3 separate regions of the Sus scrofa genome follow, and regions 1 and 2 are each linked to region 3. A link is a contact called in public Hi-C and HiChIP or PLAC-seq data. All regions are on one chromosome and are shown on one strand. The core of a region is the stretch at or near the end of the contact, and the rest is flanking DNA. Distances in the headings are between cores, read along the strand shown. Region 1 overlaps FRY (protein furry homolog). Region 2 holds the start of LOC106507937. Region 3 overlaps LOC110255743 (a long non-coding RNA gene).

The links. A called contact is a pair of places that touch in the nucleus more often than the background predicts. HiChIP or PLAC-seq counts read pairs in DNA pulled down with a chosen protein or histone mark.
Region 1: a contact with region 3 is called in an H3K27ac HiChIP or PLAC-seq map of alveolar macrophages. The contact joins two enhancer-like sites. A contact is called at or near these places in 3 of 47 Hi-C or Micro-C datasets (blood, embryonic fibroblasts and subcutaneous adipose tissue) and 2 of 2 datasets of contacts at active chromatin or transcription factors (alveolar macrophages and skeletal muscle).
Region 2: a contact with region 3 is called in a Hi-C map of heart right ventricle, with 2.0 times the contacts expected there. The contact joins the promoter of LOC106507937 here to the enhancer-like site in region 3. A contact is called at or near these places in 2 of 47 Hi-C or Micro-C datasets (heart right ventricle and subcutaneous adipose tissue) and 2 of 2 datasets of contacts at active chromatin or transcription factors (alveolar macrophages and skeletal muscle).

Annotation. Positions count from the first base shown.
Region 1 is chr11:8,606,799-8,611,220 of Sscrofa11.1, reverse strand. It overlaps FRY (protein furry homolog), which reads right to left. Exons shown (of 65, transcript XM_021065177.1): 5 at 2,405-2,495; 6 at 2,104-2,183; 7 at 1,924-2,004. Among named protein-coding and RNA genes, the nearest start is that of FRY, 90 kb to the right of the region's middle. Within about 2 kb of position 1,285, at least 8 of the 83 cell types and tissues checked have an H3K27ac peak or open chromatin away from gene starts, as enhancers often do. A contact at or near this core is called in alveolar macrophages, where this site is marked.
Region 2 is chr11:8,642,155-8,646,114 of Sscrofa11.1, reverse strand. LOC106507937 reads left to right here and starts at 1,792. Exons shown (of 3, transcript XR_002336484.1): 1 at 1,792-2,250; 2 at 2,788-3,596. The region is part of intron 17 of FRY (protein furry homolog); the gene reads right to left.
Region 3 is chr11:8,403,494-8,408,069 of Sscrofa11.1, reverse strand. All of the region lies in intron 1 of LOC110255743 (a long non-coding RNA gene), which reads right to left. Among named protein-coding and RNA genes, the nearest start is that of FRY, 110 kb to the left of the region's middle. Within about 2 kb of position 2,734, at least 32 of the 83 cell types and tissues checked have an H3K27ac peak or open chromatin away from gene starts, as enhancers often do. A contact at or near this core is called in alveolar macrophages, skeletal muscle and subcutaneous adipose tissue, where this site is marked.

The DNA.
Region 1 (4,422 bases), core at 36-2,535, 200 kb before region 3:
AGTACTGGATCATTGTCCATATCGAGGCATTTATTATAGCCTACCACTGCAGAATTGAGATAAATACTGACATCATGAAAATTTAAAAAGCCACGTTGGCAAGAAAATATTGGCTTGGTAGATCATAAATCTGACCTAATATAGAAATTCCTACAACCTTATAATGTTGCTTAGGTTATGACATTGTTTCTCAAGTCATTCTCAACCCATTGAAAATCAATGTAGTTGAAAGGAAAGTCCTTCTATAAGCATCTGATTTTGTTAAGCATAATTCACAAAAATTAAGAAAAACCCAAGGAGTCATTTCCGGCATATTAAACTTTCCAAATGAATGTATCAGAGAGTTATGCCGAGATAATTACAGAGGAATATGATGAGATTTTCAGGGTTTGGCAAATCAGCCAAAGACATATTAACAACACATTTTTCTGATCTTTTCTATGAATGAGGTAGGTACACATGAGTTAATTTGCCAGATAACTGCAGCTTATCCCTTCAAAAAGCCAATACTTTTATTATTCAATTGTAATGGAAATCTCTCCAAAATGCATTAAACTCTTTTTTTTTTGATAACTCATGAACCACAATTATTTCAATGGGCTATAATAAAAGTTCAATATATTCTCATGCAAAATGGTCCAGCTAATTGTATTGTTTAGTTCTTTTTTTTTTTTTAATTCCTCTTTTGGGCCACATCCATAGCATATGGAAGTTCTTGTTGTCAGGGATAGAATGTGAGCTGGAGCTGTGACTTAGACCACACCTGCAGCAAGGCTGGATCCTTAATCCACTGGCCAGGCCCGGGGATCAAACCAGTGCCTCCACAGAGATAAATGGGATCATTAACCTGCTGAACCACAGCGGGAACTTCCTTTTCTTTAGTTCTTATGCATGATTTGGCCACTTTTTCTTTCCTCTTTTGCTGTCCGTTTTTGAGTTAGATATTTCCCACTGTATCTCCCTCTCTTACAGCTAACACTGATGTTTTACGTGTTAGAAAAAAGAAATAGCCAAGATAAACAAATAAATGGAGTTAGATTAAATAAGTCACCTCAAGAAGTTTTTCTGGGTCTGTTTCCTGAGTTCTTGTCTGTGTTTTGGCTAGGAAAGGTTTACGGAGTAAGTATTTTTAATAAAAAGCTGTTTTTGATAAATTGAGTATTTCCATGCTGCTAAGTTGGGAAATTTCCATCTCTTGAAGATAAAAATCTGAGGACTGCATTTCACAAGGAGCAGGGCATCATCGCTGCTCCAAGCTGGCCTCTCTGCTCACTTTGCCTAACCTAGGCATTCAGGATCTTGCCCAACTTGCCTCAGGGTTGAGTAAGATGAAGATGGGTGATAGGGTGTGACATCACTTTTGGAAGAAGTCTATTATTTCTAATAGTCTAAGTAGCCTGCTAAGTAGTGTTATGGGGCCAGATAAATTTAGCAATGAGAATTTTCCAACTTGTTTCCATGACAGAGCCTGGGACATTTTTAGCTTAGCTGAATTAAGTAAGGTCTATAGTAAAGAGACATTCTAGATGGAATTTTCCCACTCACAGATGCTGTATCGTAATCACCCAGTCATGGACTATTGAAAACAAAACTTTTAAAACTGATAGAGTTCTTTGGGAAATTGGGTGGGAAGAAAGGTACTTGGGTGAGTCCATTTCTTTCTTTGATGCAATAGCCTGAAACTCATGGACGCTTGATAGGATCTGGCCCAACTGCCAAGGGAACAAAAGTAACAGAAACACTAGACAAAGGCTTGGTACTTGCTTTGGGGAGCTTTCAGTGAGGTTCAGAGACTGGGCACATGTAGCGAAAAGAACCCTCATTTCCTGCAAGCTCATACCATCCCCCTTCCTGAGAACAGGCTGGGCTGGCATTGCAGAGGCACTCATGTTCCTATGGCAAAAGATTCTGAGGTTCACTTACTTAGCTTGTGCCAACACTCCGATGACTTCTGCATACAGGTCGGCGACAATGTGCATATTGCCAGTGTTAGGACCAAGGTACCTAAATAAGATACAATTCAAAAAGTTAGGGATCTCAGGTCATCTGCAGAGAGCAAACTTGATTTAGTTTTTCAGACTCAAAGATGAGAAATTACTTTACCCTTCTTTGTATTTAAAGTGCTTGAAAGCCAAGTTGATAACATCATGTATTAAACTGTCTATTACAGGATGAAGTGGAATCTGGAAAGAAAGAAAAAAGATGGCTCTTGACGTGGAAGGGAATATTAAAGGTTAAATCAGTAAGAGTACTTTCAATGGCTATATATGGCTTTTAGCAATCAATAAATATAATTGATATGAGCTCCTATCTGAATCACGAATGGTAAACTTAGACCTTAAAATTCTAAGTAGTTTTTAGAAAATAAATGTTATCTAGTGGTAACATTAAATTAATGACTTACCTGTTTCAAAACTTCTATTAATACTAAAGAAAAAATGAAATCAATGGCAAGGTCGCGTCTTTCCATTAAATAATCCCGCTGCTGTTCATCACTGTAAAATTTAAAATATTCACATGAAATGCACACTGAAAACATACTCAGAGTGATATAATTCACCAAAAATCTAGGATCCATCCCCAATGGACTGCCAACCCCTTTTGTTATGACTAAACTGCAGGGGGAAACACATACTAAAGTTACTCCTGGAGTCAGTGTGGTGCCGTGGACAAATGCTGCAGCAGAATACTCGACCTCCCGTTTTAAATTTTCAGCCATGTCAACTTGAGCAGCCACTCATGAGTCTCCAATTTCATCTTGTGGAGTTTTCCAAGATACCTTTCAACCTGAGAATCCTGTCTTTTGTAACCAACACCACCCAGGGCCACCGTGTTCGCGGCAGACACGGAAAGGATCTTGTACAAAGAGCGACACAATGGAAAGAAAGAATAGGATCACCAAAGGGAGCAGGGCTACAGTAGGCGGAGCAAGGATCAGCACGACTTTTCCTTTTGATGCGCCTGTCCCTTGCCCCCCGATGGCGTGCCACTTGAGATGTGTGAGGGGAAGAAAGATGACGCGGAGGGCTGATGGGAGAGGGAGAGATGAAAACGCAGGTGGAAGAAGAGGGAGGAGGGGCAAAGCGGGGTCATGCGAACTCACTGGAAAGCTAGGGAGCAGAATTAGCACCATCAGAAGGACGGAAATGTGAGATGATTCTGCAGCCCCCGCCCCCCGACCCCCGCCACATTCTGCTTGTCTAACCTACTGACTGAGGGCTACTTTGGAACCGAACAAATGAAGCGACTGCCAAGTGCCTTAGCACAGAATAGTGGCGAAGAGCATGGGTTTTGTTTACCTTGAGCAGAAGGTAAACATATGCCTTTTCTTAGCAGTAATTTCTCCCTCTATAAAATGGACCTACTAACTCCAATTCTAGTCAGATTCCCTTGAGTATTCAGTCAAATAAAACATGTATTTAGAGTAGTTTCCCAAACATACAACTTGTCAATACTTTACACTAAATAAAACCAAGGAGAGAGAATGACAGGATTTGGAGGTGTCAGGCAGATAGGTTCAAAATAAATCAAGACTATTTGAAATATGGAATGTTTTTCTCTTGGTCAAGAGGGAATGAGAAGAAAGCACGGACTTTGGAAGAGCTCCGTGGGCTTGAGCAAGTCCAGTTAAGCCTGGGGGGGTGACAGAGCAGGTCCACGAGGGAAGCTGCAGCTTTACCTTGCCAGGGGAACTGTACGGACTGGGCGGGAACTCATTCATTCAGGATCATTTACACACTGTCCTGCCAGGAGGAAGAGCAATGGACCAAAGCATCCATCTGGAGCCCTTCAAGACCCGCCAAAACTAGAAAGTGCTGCTGCCAGATGGGGGGTGGGGGGGAGGGAAACACATGGAACTGCATTAAAAAGCGGGCGTCCACACGTCTGACCCAGAGGTTACATCATGGAGAAGGGAAGCGACGTCTGAAGACCAAAGGGAAGGAAAAACTTCAAAGCTGGCCAGGTGCAGTAGAGAGAAAAAGGGCTAGGAAGGGATCTTCCAAAGGGGCAGGAGGAACTTGAGAAAGGAGCCCCCCAAATTTTTAACTCCTGATACTATTTTGTCAGCCCATTTTTGCTTTCAAATAACAGTAAGACATATACGTTTCCAATAATGAATTCAACTTTATGGCTGGTTTGAGGTCTAACTGCCAGGAGCCAGAGGCATCTGACAAATTTCCTTGGCACTCCAAATGTTGAGATTATACTAATCTTAGAAATCATATAACCCAAATGCACATCCATCACATTTGACTGTTTTCGGTTGCCTGTGCTTCTCCCTAAAAGTTCCTCTTTTCTTATTTCTAGTAACAGAAACTCCCATTATTGGCCACACTGCATTCTAGAGATTCTAATTCTTTTGGCTTTTTTCCCCAACACACATTCTCTCTCTTATTTTAAACTTTCCAGTGCTAACTAAAA
Region 2 (3,960 bases), core at 543-3,042, 240 kb before region 3:
CAATTCACAAACTCCAACCAGCAGAACAGGTCCCTTGAGGGGAACAGCCTCCCCTCGGCTCAGGCAGGATCAACACAACGTTGCCAGGCAGAGGTGAGGGACTTGCTGCCTCCTGATGTCACCAAGGGCAGCAGGGGGAGATATGGCTTTGAAGTGAAGGGCTGGAGACAAGGGCTTCCAGGAACAGAGACTTGCTGACAAGAAGGATGTTAGCTTCGGGAATGATCACCAGAAGGGGTAGAAATTTCTTCTCTGTAGGTATTCAAGACGGAGTTTCCACCTACTTACAGGGTTTTGAGTTGCAGCTCAGTTAAAGAAATAAGATGACGTGGTTTATTAAAGCAAGATACGCAGCTGAGTCGAGTCTATGGTTCTCACTCGGCTGCTCTACACAGCCAGCTGCCCTCCACTCTGCAGATGTAGGCTGACGAATGAATGCTCAATGGTAAGTGATAAATATTATTCAAACACCACAGACAACTGTGGAGCTTTGCATGTGTTACCTCAGAGAGTTCCACAATTTGTAAAGAAACACTGCATGAAATGTGTTCATCTGCCATTTTGCATAAACCTGATGACATCTGTCACTTCCATTTGGCTTCAGGAAAAAATCTGTAAATTCGGGCAACTGACTTTGCTCTTCTGAAGTTCAATCGCCTAGTCTGAAAATAGGAATGAATACGTGCCCAGCTTTCCTAACACGATGTCTATGCAAAGGCATTGTACCTCATGGCATAATATGCGATTCAAATTTAAAGACGCCTAAAAATAATAACGAACATTTGCTGAGAGCTTACTGTGTTCTAGGCACTTTGCTAAGTGATTTATGTGCAATGTTTAATTTGCACAACCCTACGACAAATTTTCGGAAGGAGGGTTCATAGGGAACCGCCAATGCTTTGTGCCTGTACAGGAGAGGGCAGGAGCCTGTCGGGGGAGAAGGTCCTTCCTGTGGTCAAGGATAGCGCAGGAAGCATTTGGGAGAGAGGAAAAAAAGATGGCAGGAGCCGAGAAGAGAAGGGAGCCCTCCTTCTTCTTTTGTTCTGTGAACCACTGTTATGTTCAACTTACTAATACAAGCCTAAGGGGATTCAGCCAATCCCTGAACTGGCTGGGGGCCGTCGCCTGGGACCAATCCTTGAAATTCCTTATTCAGGAAAAAAAGGGGGGAGGCGGAGGGAGAGGGATGGACTGGGAGTCTGGGGTTAGCAGATGCAAACTATTGCAATTGGAGCGGATAAGCTATGAGATCCTGCTGTCGAGCACAGGGAGCTGTATCCACTCACTTGTGAAGGAACATGGGGGAGGATGATGTGAAAAAAAGAATGGGTGTATATATATCTGTACGTATACACACACACACACACACACACACACACATACATAATATAGATATAACCGGGTCCCTTTGTTATACAGCAGCAATTGACAGAACACTGTAAATCCAGTATAATAAAATTTTTTTTAAAAAGAAACTTTTTATTCAGGAAACTGAGCTGTGACGGACGGGGAACCCACACCAACTTTGATCTCATTTTGTCAATGATGAAGAAAACGAAGTTTCTTCTCCAGTAACAATGTACCGTGGATGTGGCCGGGAAGAGTCTGACATAGAAGCTCTCCTGTCTCCAGGGTGTGGTGGCAACTGCATCCACATGTGACTGGCCTCGGGGGAGTAAAGCGACTCAAGACGTGAAACCCACATTCATGGCTATTCGATTTCTGCGCTTTTGTCCTCCACCCTTGAGATCGGAAGGGGCTCAGGCTCCCAGGGTTAACAGCCCTGTGCGAGGGCCAGCTCGGCCAGTGATCCCGCCAGGAGAAGGGCCTCTGGCTGCTTCAGATGCTTGGGAAAAAGGCCTCTTCACAGGCTTCCCATATAAGGCCAGTCATCTTCTTGACTGTGCCCTGAGACTCCAACTCTCAGGATTATTTATTTGTCCTTCCCCCTCATAAAACCGGTCCCCAGCGCTGGGGGCTTTGTGAGAATGTACGTGATATGGAACACGACACGCTATAAATAGCGCTGCCATTCCAATCACGTCTGACCGAATGCCCTCCCCACCGCCGGGCACCCCGGGCTGCAGATCCAGGCGCCGCTGGATGAGGCTGTCGGGGCCGCTGCAGAGGTCTGCATCTCCCACGGGGATCTGCTGCAGGAAGGGGGCTCTTGTCTCACACTCGGAGATGAACTGTGCCCACCACGGGAGAGACTTGATTGGGAAGGAGCGCCCAGGCAGAGAGCAGCGGGTGAGGGGGCCCAGGAGGACCGCTCTGCCAGGGGCCTCTCGGTCTCAGGGTGGATGCAAATGGGGTTAGTTTCTGTCTCTGGCCAACTGGCCTGCTCAGCCCATACTTGGTCTGGCCCAGGGTCCTTCTTGGTGGTGTGGGCATCGCTCCGCCAAGATGGATTCCAGCACCGAAGATTCTGGAAGGTTGGTTATCTCCTCCCTCCTATTGCCCCCTCCCCAATTCTCCAGGTGAGTCTTCAGGGCAGCATCAGGTTCGCTACCAGGGCCTCCTGTTTTGAGACAACGCATGCAAGCGGCTATACTGTGTATGGCCAAGGGGGGTGGCTTCAATTAATGGTCCCCTGATAGATTCACAGCCAGAGAGCATTAGAGACCCGAGCAGAAGGCTGCATGACCTTCAAAACACTTAGCATTTCAAAGCGTTTAGTTACAGAATCATCGCCAGCCAATGAGAACGTCAAGGAAATAAGTGACCTTTCCTTCCTCTTCAGTTTAACCCATGACCGTCTTTCCCTGCTGTCACATTTTCCCTCAGATTAACCCAAGGGCTGTGTCTACTGCCACTTTAGCCCTGGCAACCAGCTCAAGAAACAGGCAGTACTATTCCAGCTTCACCAAGAGAAGAAGACAGGCTGAGGAATTACATGACGTGTCAAGATCACATGGCCAGGAAAATGGCAAAGCAGGGAAGCAAAATTTGGGATTTACTCCCACGGCGGGGGGGGGGGGGCACCTCCTCCGCAACTCTGCCGGCGCCTCCCCTTCTCGGATGGTGGGTCTTCGGCCCCGCAGTGCTCACTGCCACAGCCAACCCGTTCACCAGGCACCCCCTCTGGGACCCGCCTGTGGTCCCACCCTCCCGCTGCTGCCCATGGCTGCTCCTTCCCATCTCTGGGTAATCCTGGCGCTCGTCTCATGGCTCTTCCTCATTCTCCACATTTCTCCCATGACTTCGCCATCATCCTGGGAGACTCCGTGTTGGCGTGGATGATGCTTGATAGCGTCTCAATCTCTCTATGCCTCTGCTTCCCGCCTCCCAAATCACCATGTTTATTATCCACGGGGAATCCACCTGCTGCTCCTCCGTCAATCTTCTCCTCCCCCGGCCCTGGAAGCCCCTTTGTGATCCAGGCCTGTGTTCCCTCTTTGCTCACTGCGCCCCTATTTCTGATGAAGGCGCTCCAGGCTCACGTTCTGGTGGCTGGGCCTCAGCAAACGCCTAGGATGCAATCTGTTTTCAGTTTATCTTCTTCTTACAGTATGTCCTAGACATGCAACAGAAGAAAGAAGGACCCGTGGCCTGGAGGTGGCTGCTTAGAGCAAAGAACAGATGGCAGGTTACAGGTAACACACGTCGGCGGAAGGGTAGACGGCTGTGGCTGGAGAACGGCAAGGCTTGACACAGTGGTTATGCAAGCAGGGCATGTTCCGTAAAGCTCACGAGCCAGCACCATCCTGGGCTAGTGCCCACGGGAAGAAGGAAAGCAGTGAAGCGGGTGGGGCTGGACAGTGGCTATAAAGCTATTAACAGACGGCCAGAAGTGATCAACACAGGCGTCCAGACGGGCTGTGCAGAGCGGGACACATCAGGACCACAATCACTGGGACACAGCGCTCCCCATGGGGACACTCAGAGCCACCGGAGGCCACCGGGTGATCGGCAGGGCTTGGGCCATTTTTTGGATGTTGATGAGACGGTCCTCTCCCA
Region 3 (4,576 bases), core at 1,485-3,984:
AGAGAAATATTTACCAAGCTCCTAACGTGCCACAAGCATCAGGGCTACAAAGATGAAATCAGGTCACAATTTTCTACCGTGAGCCCCTGGAGGGAGAGGACACAACCCCACGTGCATTGGGACAGCTGGAGGACCTGCTGTGGGAGCACCAAGGCCTGGAGCGCCCCCTGCTGAGGCATCCCAGCTGTAACGTTGGCCATCACAGCGGCAGGCACCCATCTGGCTGCTACAGAGCCGTGAACGGCCGGGAAACACATTGGCAATACTGGGGATAGAGAATGAATTTCCCTATAGACAGTTGGGGTTCTGGTCAAAGAAGCCTCACAACACTAAACAAAAGAAACCCAACACAAACAAAAAAACAGCAACCAGAAAATTCCAACTCACAACATGAAGAACAAAGCAGTAACTTAAACCAATGAATGACAGGTGTGACTTTGGATCGGGACCTCCCGGAGGAGGGACCAGGAGATGCCGGATGTGCTGCTCAGAGGCGTTCTCCCTCCCAGCCAGGCTATTACTCAGAACCGCCTGTTCTCTGCCTCATCAAATCCCACCCAGCCTTCAAGCCCAGCTAGCCCCTCTCCTACGGGTCTCCCCGACACTGTGGTTCTGGAGCATCTCCATCCATTGAGCATACAGTACTTTACCGGACATACATTGTGCAACCGTGTGTGTTTGGCCTGCATTATTTATCTCTTGGATTAAGAGGTCATGTGACAACTTCTTAAAAGGAAAATAATCTCGTTTCTTCAAGAAGGCTGCCAGGTCTTGAGGGATGGTTTAAAAGACAATTCCAGGCACATCAACATTAGGCACGAAATTCCCACTTTTAAAATACGTCATGTTGACCAGAAGTACTTTATTTAGAATGTTAAAGAAGCTCAACATTGAAAAATAAGAACTGGTTAAACTAAATTGGTTGTTTGGGAATAAATGCCATTACAATGTTCTAACTACCCATAGTTTTTTGTTTTTTGTTTTTTGTTTTTTTACCACTGCTATTTTATCCTGATGCATTTATATTTGGGGGGGAGTGGCTTGTTTTTATTTATTTTTGTTTGTTTGTTTTCATTTTGGGCTGCACTCTCGACATGCAGAAGTTCCCAGGCCAGGGATCAAGCCGGCAGCCATAGCAGTGATAACACCAGATCCTTAACTGCTAGACCAAAACTCTCCATATGTTTTATTTTAAAGTCAACAGTAGGCATCTACTTGCCAAATGGTCACATTCTATGATTCTAAAAAGCTGGTTTGGAAATAATTCATTTCTTTAATATCTATCGGATTAGAACTACTAAGTATTTTAGCAAACATGACTACCGCTTGGGAGAGGAGAAATTCACAATCTTGGAAGAATAAGAATGTGCTTTCCTTAAAAACAATTGTCTAAGAAGAGACTGTTAAAGACGCTTTCCTTAAATTCAGCATGAGAAGAAAAGATCTGCTTCTGGGAAAAAGCTGATGAGAATGATAACAACAGATGTTTGGCTCACATCATAAAGCTGTGTTGTGTAAATTCCAGCCGATGTGTTCAAAGACAAGGTAGTGCATTATTTTAAAAGCTTTCTTTTTCTGACGGCCGAGCAAAGGGAAAAGCAGAGGCACATTACAACATTACTCTAGCGCCCTCTGCTGTCCTATTGGCAACACGCCTTTCTGAGTTCCTCATTTGCCTTTTCTAGAGCTATTTGCAAAGGAGCTCTTTGGGAAGCCACTAATGTGTCTGGAGGGGAATGGCTCGTCAAAGAAAACCAAATACCCAGATCTTACAACCTGACGGTGTGCTATTTATGCCCACACACACTGTTTACCGCCCTCTGGGGAGCCAGAGGTAGCATTGTGCGTATTAGACTCTTACAGGTGAGTGGAGTCAGGAAACATTAGGGCTCCAAAAGGAAATCTTTATAATCCTATTCAATGCTTGGTCTGTGGAAAATTTGCAGAGGATGCCATAGGTGACCTGATGAGAGCTGAATGTCTGATGGACACCTGCAGGACTAAACCTGCTTTATTGAAAAGAAGTTGAATAAATAAGATGAGGAAAGCTTAATCACCAGAAGCAACGTCAGCTCTTTTTAAATGGGGGTCAGAAATGCAAATATGCTCCTTTAATACATATAGATTTAGAAGTGACTTCAGATTTGGGAGTCAACCTAACCTGAAATACTAAAATAAATTCATACCTGCTACTCAATAAATATTCTAAAACTAAGGATAAAAGTATGTAAATTATAACTGGGCATAAATGAAGAAATAAACACACAAATTTAATCAACCCAATATAATGAATACAAATCTCTGCAGGAAATAAGCACAAATGCTAATAGGGTTTGTTTAAAGACATAAAATTAATGTTTCATGTTTTTCCTTCCACATCTTTTCTGCTTTTTTTCTTTTGGTCATGACAGGAAGTTACTTTTACAGTGGGGGAAAATACTGAACTCACTTCCAGAAATAGTCTGAAAGGAGAGGAGCTTGCTCAGGTCTTTCTGAATACATATGTAAAGAAAATTAGCACAAGAGGAAGGAGGTATTTTGTCCTCTTCCCCAATTGTCCCAGTTGGTAACTATAAATCCAACTTTTCCTTATGATAATGTCACCTATTGCCTTTTGACTCTTTATCATCTAATCCTAAATCCATCCACAGGCGAGAAGGAGCTGTCCCCATTTCTGGCTATTGCCCGCCGGTCTTTTTCACTGTCACAGCTGAGTAATTGACAATTTATGCAATCCAGTTCATCTGCTTAGCAACAGGAAGGGTGGGGCTCAAAACAGAGGAAAACTACACCAGCAGCATTCTACAATTGTGAAATGAGAAAGGAGGAATGGGGAACTGGCGAGAGGCCATAGGCAACAATTTTCAATACTAAATAAAACTATTTGCAATGCTTTCAGTACTAAATCCCCAAAGATAAGTCCAACAGGGAGTGTTCTATACTCTCCTCATACAAATCTCTGTAATTACAGTCTTCCCAGTGCCATGTGATTAGAATGCCATAAATAGCGCCCAATTGCAAATAAACAGAAAGTTCCTTATCCCTGGATCTCTAAGTGGGTCAATGGGCTTGGCCACAGAGCTCCCCTGAGGGAAGGGCGTGGCCTAGCGGAGAGACGGACTTCGGTTCACACAGGTGCTTTGGCCCCACAGGTGAGGCCCTGCAATACGGTCAGTTCCGACAGAGACCCTCCTAGGCTCACGTCTGCTGCACTTTTTATTGCATCTTGGAGCAGAAAAAAAGGAAGACTGGAGAGAGCCGTGGGGCGTCCACTTGAGTAGCTCTTACTACTCCAGACTTTCCCTTCCTGCCAAACGACTTGACGTTTATGGCCACAAGCTCATCAAAAAGAATGAGAATCCAGACACGATAGGTCATGGGAATCCTGTGTCCCAGTCACATTCTCTTCTTCCATGCATTTAATCAGAAACCTATTAGACTTACAGGGCCGTCATGCTTTTTCTTGATGGCAGCCTGGCTCACAAATGCAGAGAAAAGAACTGAATTGGCTAACTAACAGGAAGTTTGATTTTATGTTTTTGATTAGTCCTTAGGAATTGAGCTCGATCAGCCAAGACTTGACCTTGACTTAAAACATCCATTTCCCCCTTTAACAGATTTCGCGGTTGCTTGAATGGGTTCATTATTTGTTCGGAATGCAAGTTTTGAGCATCTTCTAAGCACACTGCTCCAAGCGCCAAGGTTGTGACAGCAAATAAGACCTCCAAGGCCCCTGCTCTCAGAGCGTACAGTATAGGGGTGTATGTCCACACACAGACTAAAAAGTAAAAATTAATAAACAGATAATTAATAAATAGATAAGCAAGATAACATCAGACAGGAGCAAAGACAGGGGAGCCTTAAAGCCGAGTGACGTGCTACCGGGTGACTATTTGAGGTGGGGAAGTGTCTCTGAGGACGGGAATCAGGCTGAGATGTGAAAGGTAAGAAGGAGCCACAGGTGGGAGGTGGAGCTTCTCGACCAGAAACAGCATTTGCAAAAGCCCTGTGGTAGGAACGGACTCGATGTGTTAGAGAATACGAAGCAATCAGTGTAGCCGGGGTTAAAACAAAGGAGCGACAGAGAACAATACTGGAGACCTGGGCAGGGCCCCGGGGATGCAAGGGCTTTGTACGCCAGGGCAGCGACTGGGTATTACGGCAGGTACAGAGGATGCTACTGGGAAACGCGAAGTGGGGGAAGGCGTGTGTGGCAAATGTTAACTCGGCTGCTGTGGAGAGAAGTGACCGCAGGGACAGGACCGGGCGGCCACGGCGATGGGCCAGTGGGCGAGGGTCAGAAACCACGGTGGTGTGGGCTAGAGTGTTGATAACGGAAATGGAAGGGACAGGTGGGTGTGGATCTGCTGTAGAGGCCGGGTTGCTAGGATGCCCTGAACCTGCAGGGTGAAGGTAAGAACATCAAGAAGGATGAGCCCTAGATTTTTTTTTATCTCGATGTTGGGTGATGGTGTTATGTGCCGAAATGGGGAAAGCAGGAGAGGAACGGGTGTGTGATAGGAAATCAACTTTGGCCGTGTTCAGTCTGAAAGGCTCCAGGACCTCCAGGTGAAGG